Regions from separate parts of the Mus musculus genome. Here region 1 is linked to region 2. The links are chromatin contacts, called in public HiChIP or PLAC-seq maps. All regions are on one chromosome and are shown on one strand. Each heading gives the region's core, a stretch centred on a gene start, on an enhancer-like site or on the middle of the called end of the contact. The rest is flanking DNA. Distances are from core to core; before and after follow the strand shown. Region 1 has its middle 17 kb from the start of Gm40043. Region 2 has its middle 18 kb from the start of Gm37548.

Region 1 (2,700 bases), core at 42-2,541, 210 kb after region 2:
GCTACTGAGAATCAAACCCAGATCTTTTGCATGCTAGGCAAGTGCTCCACCCCTTAGTTACATACCCAGGCCATCCCATTTTAAAACACTCCTTGTCCTTCAATTTATGATGTTGCTTACTTTCTCCGTTGTGTTTAGGGCTCAGTTGGACTGAGAACTTACAGAGTTTAAAAATGCATGAGTTGTTCATTGGCTATGGTATAATCAATAATGTTGCCAGCAACCTTCAATAGACAATGACATTTACTTTGCTGTGTGAATGTGTGTGAGAGAGGCAAAGGTGCAAGTTTTTTTTTTTTAAGAGAAATTATATTTCTTCCTGATTTTGCTTCCAAATCTTCTATAGAGAATTGTTAAATCTGATGGCTTCAACTTAGGGCTTATTCAGTGGGTTCAGAGAGCACCAGTTGGCTTTTGAATTTTCACTAAAATCCCACGTCTCACAGTTTTCTTCCTGTCCAAGGGCTTTGTGGGCCATTGTTCTATCCGTGACCTGCACTAGTGTGGGACTTTGCTAGCACAAAGTGACAGAGCCGCACAGCAGAAGCTAGGCGGTGTCACCTGCTCTTCAGTCTCTACGGCGCTGCTTTCTCTGCAGCAATTCGTTTCACCAACAAGCAGCAAAGTAACAAAAAAGTATATGGAATAGACCTCTGCATCTTCATGCAGGCAGGGAAAGGTTACCTATACCACAGGAGAAAAGAACAATGCAGCCCACATCTTAAAAGCTCTGTGGCTTTCCGTTCGTTTGTCTTAAAGCCGTGGAGCAGCTGAAGGAAAGAAAAAAATGACGATAATGTTCCCAGCTTTGGACCTGGGAGTTTGCATGCTCCCGCAATAGATTTTGGCCTTGTGGATAATTTTCAGAATTGCATAGCACTGAATTGACTACTTGGAATTGCTGGAATCCGAGGAGGAAATATTATGTCAGGGAATCATAGAGTGTGAAGTTGAGCTCCGACTCTTTCCTCTCTCCCTCATTGTAAATCCCTTTATGGAACAAAATTACATTTCGTGTAAAACTCCAGGATTCTTAACTACCCTCCCTAGACAATCTGTCTCCTCCTTTCCCCCATGTTGCCTTTTATCTCTGTTTCTCCTCTTTTCTTCCCTTTTCCATTCAGGAGAACACATATCTGGCAGCTATTTTTCTGGGAGAGCATCTCATTGTCTATTTGGTTTTAACATTCAAATGCTCAACTTGAATTCCCTTCTCTTTAGGCATCTCTGTAAGAATAGTGCGTTGGCGTTTAAGATGTAATTTCCTTCCTCCCCACTCTGCTGCTTGTAGCCAGCAGCCTGGCGCATGGTTTTGCATTTCCCAGGCATTCAAGTGTTTATAGAATCTAACGATCCTGATCTCTCACTTCCTTTTTACAAAGCTGAAATGGATAACGGAACATGGCCCAGTTCCCAGTGACTCTGCATGAGAAGTGGCAGACAAACTGAAGCGGGGCTGTGGAAAGCAGCCATAGGTGTGTGATCTTAAAAGAGTTGTCCCATCCACCCAACCGCCACGTTAAATGGCACTAGGACTCTGCAACTTCATTTGCCAGGAGAAAAGAAAACTGAGAGGATATTTGAAATCTTTCCTCATCAAGCTCCTTTTGAAATTCTACCAGCTTTTAGTAAAGACAAAAAAAAAATTGTAATGCCAAATGAATTAAACAGCTGGGGCAAGATGTGAAGGGATGTTTCCTGTAGCAAGGTGATTGCTTATAAAGAAACAAAACTAAACAGGAGTAGAAATTATGGTTTAAAATTTTCCTTATTCATTAACCCAGCAACGAGAGATAATAGTTTCTTATCAAGGAAAACTGATTAAAATCATAAGAACTCCTAAGCGTTAGGCTTAGGTTTCTTTAGGCTACAAGTGTATAGCTATATTATCTCTGAGATTGTTAGGTAGAAAAAGGCTGATATCAATAGCCAGATGTGAAAAAGACCAGCAGGACTTGGAATAATTCAATGTCACACCCACAGGCCTGAAGATTGGGATGATGGCCCAAACAGATGCGTGAATCAGGCCACTGGAAGTCTGCTGTTGAGGACAGTCAGGAGATGGCAGTAACTCCATGCCAGCTTCAGTTCTAGGGATTTTGAATAGCTGGCATGTGACAATTTCTTCCAGTGACATGAAACAGTCAAGGCATGGAGAGGCCACACAGGAAATGAATGGCAGGGCCAGGGTTTGAAGTACATTTCTAACTCCTATAGTGCCCTTCTAGTAGGTAAATAGCTTCCAGGAGACATGATGCAGTGTGCAAAGACCGATCTTCTCAGAGACTCTGGAAGAGCCAATAAGTGAAGATATCGTTCGTTGACATATCAACTTGCAGTGACAATTTTGGAAGTTTGGTTTCTTTAAAAAGTATTGACATTTATAAGGATATATTTTTGTTTTAACTCCAGGTGTGGGATAGTGGGCTGCTTCAGATTGTCCACAGCAGCTGACTATGATTTGCCTAATGTGATTTGGCCATCAGCAAAGTTTCTGCTATTATGTGATGTTTGGAATTCTGGGGACTTTTCAGAGAGTATGGGCCTGGAGAGGGTAGGTGGTTTGTTGGATGGTTGGTGTTTGATTGCTGTTGGTTGCTATTAGTTGTCATTGGTCACTATTTGTTAAGTAGTATTGCATAAAGAAGAAGAGGAGGAGGAGAAGGAGGAGGAGGAAAAGGAGAAGGAGGAGGAAATTAT
Region 2 (2,700 bases), core at 186-2,685:
AGGATGCCCTGTAATATTCGAGTTTTCTTCCAGAACAAACAGACTTGACATGGTTCAAGTACCTGTCCCCCGAATAAAACAAAAAGCCATTCTTCTAGAGTCACGCATGCTTCTAGACCTTTCCCTGCAGCTGTTGTTTAGTTTTTCTTGATGACCAGGCAGGTTTTGATTTCCAGGGTAGTCTGTTATTAAGTCGGGGAGGGTAGGTTTCTACTGGGATCCCCAGCCTGGAGAAGCAGGGGATCCCCCCAGCCTCTGAAAGGGTGTGAAACTTTTCAACTCTCCTCTCCTCTCCTCCCCTCCCCTCCCCTCCCCTCTCTCCCTCTCTCCTCCCCCCTCTCTCCCTCTCTCCTCCCCCTTCTCTTTTCTGGTCCCCTTGTCTCCTTTCATCTCCCCTGCCCTTCCCCTTCCTCTTTCCCTCCCTCTGCCTTTCTTACTTCTCAGTCCTCTATCTTGGTTACCTTTGGTAGGTCTCTTACTCTCAAGGAAAAAAAATGCTCTGCAGGTATCTGTAGGCTCTCCTACCCTCAGATCCAGCGAATGTTACCACAGAATGAGCTGGTTTATATTTTGTACTTAGGGACTTTCAAAAGTATTATCATTGAGGTTGCTGATCCCATTGATAACTCTCATCAGCCATGGCCAAGTGGTGATCATGACTTTTGTTGATGGTTATCGGTGTTTACTGGTTGGACTCTTGGGTTGTCAGGCAACATCTTTTTAATTTGATAGAAATCAAAGGAAAGTAATCTCTCTCTCTCTCTCTCTCTCTCTCTCTCTCTCTCTCTCTCTCTCTCTCTCTCTCTCTCTCTCTCTCTCTCTCTCTTCCCCTCTCCCTCTCCCTCTCCCCTCCTCCTCTCCCTCCCTCCCCACCCCACTCTGGTTATTCTGCAGCTTTGTGATATTTGAAAAATCTCAGAATAACAGTATCTTCTTAATGGAGGTTAAGACTCTTATTAAATATTACTCAGTGGTTTTCAAAGTTCTGGGTGCTATAAACCATTGGGGGACCTTGGTCAAAGTGCAGACTTCTAAGACCTAGAGGCAGATTTTAGCATTCAGTAGCTCTGGATGACCCTCGTCTTTGCATTTCCACATATTCTCAGGTTGTTAATACAGGGACGGGTCGGTGGCTGGACCCAGATCGTGGCGAAGCGAGCTGCCCTGTTAGCTCTCCACCTGCCCCACACAGTGTTTCCATGCAGGCTGCCGTTCTTTAAGCTGGGAGTGTTGTTTTCTTTCGCTCAACCCGGGAAGGAGCCTTTCCCCAGCTCAGTGTTTCACCTGCATTGCTATTTTCAGAGCTTTTGGTTTCAGTATGAGAATCGAAGGTTGAACTGAAATCAAATACATTTGTCTGGGAGTGGGATGGTCTGTCAGGCATTGATCTCCTTGAGCTGGCGCTCTCTGGGAACGCCTCCCCAGTGAGAATCCCAGTCAGGATTCTAAAGGTTACATGGAATAGGCCTGATTTCTGAGCTTCTCTGGGGAGATCACTTAATTCATAAAGCACAAAGTGGAGAAAGCCGCCACATACCCACAACTCCCCCTCGTTAAGTAACCAGAGCACGGTTCCTGTTATAGAAGAAAATAACGTGTTGATTAGCGTGTAAGCCAGAAAATACCCCCGAGCGGTGAATCTTTAAAGATGAAATAGTTGCACTTTGGAAGACGGGGAAAAATGGCAAAATGAAATCCGGGTAGAGTCGGCTTTGCGAAGGCTGGGTTTCTGCGTGCGCGCTCACGGCATTCAGCCACGAGGGGGCAGCATTGCACTTTGGTTGAAAAAACGGTCTGGCAGGAAGGGAGCCCTTTAAAGGAACATAACATCTACGTGAGCAAAGCTAAAAACCAGAACATTAGCAAGCACCAGAAAACCAACAACGCAGAGCCCAACTGTCTTTGTTATAATGTGCCGTCTTCGCTTCTCCCGTGGACGGGATTTAATATTGTAGTATTAAGACTTTCTGGGCCATATCACGTCAGTTCATAAATACATGCTTAGGGGTGGTGGTGGGTATGCAGTGAGATTATTATGATTATATGTATATATATTATACCTTCCACTTTTGTTTGCCTTGCCTTTCTCAGCTTACCGTTCTTGCGTTGTTGTCAAATACCAGGTCTCCCACATTGCTTCCTCCAAGGCAGAGCCCAGACCTTCTGTGGGCTGCCCCTCGGTGTGGCCCGTGATTTTGTGGAGTTCCATGGAGTTTGGCTAGAAAGTTACTTACTCCTTTCCTTTTTGTACAAAACTAGGTTCTTAATTTCCATGGTTCTGGCCCTTCTCTAGGGATTGTAGCCATGGAGACACTTTCAGAGGAGTCAAACCATCGCTCTGTGGGGAGTAGTTGCATCTTTGAAATGGACCCCTAAGTCACACTGAGACCAAATCCAGCCTTTGAGCTGAGAAACTCAAGCTCCACCAGCTCAGGGGCGGCTTCCCTATGCTCCCGGACAGTGAGTGAGTGCCTGGTGTTGAAGGTGCATAGTAAATATTTGTCCAGTGAACGAGCCCCATTTCAACCCTCACGCCGTGACCGATCACCATGCCCTTCACCCACTTGGGATTTGCTTTTGGCTAATGACTAACGTGAGACCACACGAGGCTGGAGGTGTTCACTTGCCTTTCTTTCTAGTCTCCAACACTGTTTTCTTTCTGAGTTTGCAGGGTCATGGTGACATGAGGCAGAGTTTCTT

The links. HiChIP or PLAC-seq counts read pairs in DNA pulled down with a chosen protein or histone mark.
Region 1: a contact with region 2 is called in an H3K27ac HiChIP or PLAC-seq map of neural progenitor cells, with 4 times the contacts expected there. The contact joins two enhancer-like sites. A contact is called at or near these places in 2 of 484 Hi-C or Micro-C datasets (double positive thymocytes and nephron progenitors) and 3 of 115 datasets of contacts at active chromatin or transcription factors (the SCID.adh cell line, bone marrow-derived macrophages and neural progenitor cells).

Annotation. Positions count from the first base shown.
Region 1 is chr3:50,693,367-50,696,066 of GRCm38.p6, reverse strand. No RefSeq gene overlaps it. Among named protein-coding and RNA genes, the nearest start is that of Gm40043, 17 kb to the left of the region's middle. Within about 2 kb of position 1,291, at least 36 of the 459 cell types and tissues checked have an H3K27ac peak or open chromatin away from gene starts, as enhancers often do. A contact at or near this core is called in double positive thymocytes and neural progenitor cells, where this site is marked.
Region 2 is chr3:50,905,221-50,907,920 of GRCm38.p6, reverse strand. No RefSeq gene overlaps it. Among named protein-coding and RNA genes, the nearest start is that of Gm37548, 18 kb to the right of the region's middle. Within about 2 kb of position 1,435, at least 109 of the 459 cell types and tissues checked have an H3K27ac peak or open chromatin away from gene starts, as enhancers often do. A contact at or near this core is called in double positive thymocytes and neural progenitor cells, where this site is marked.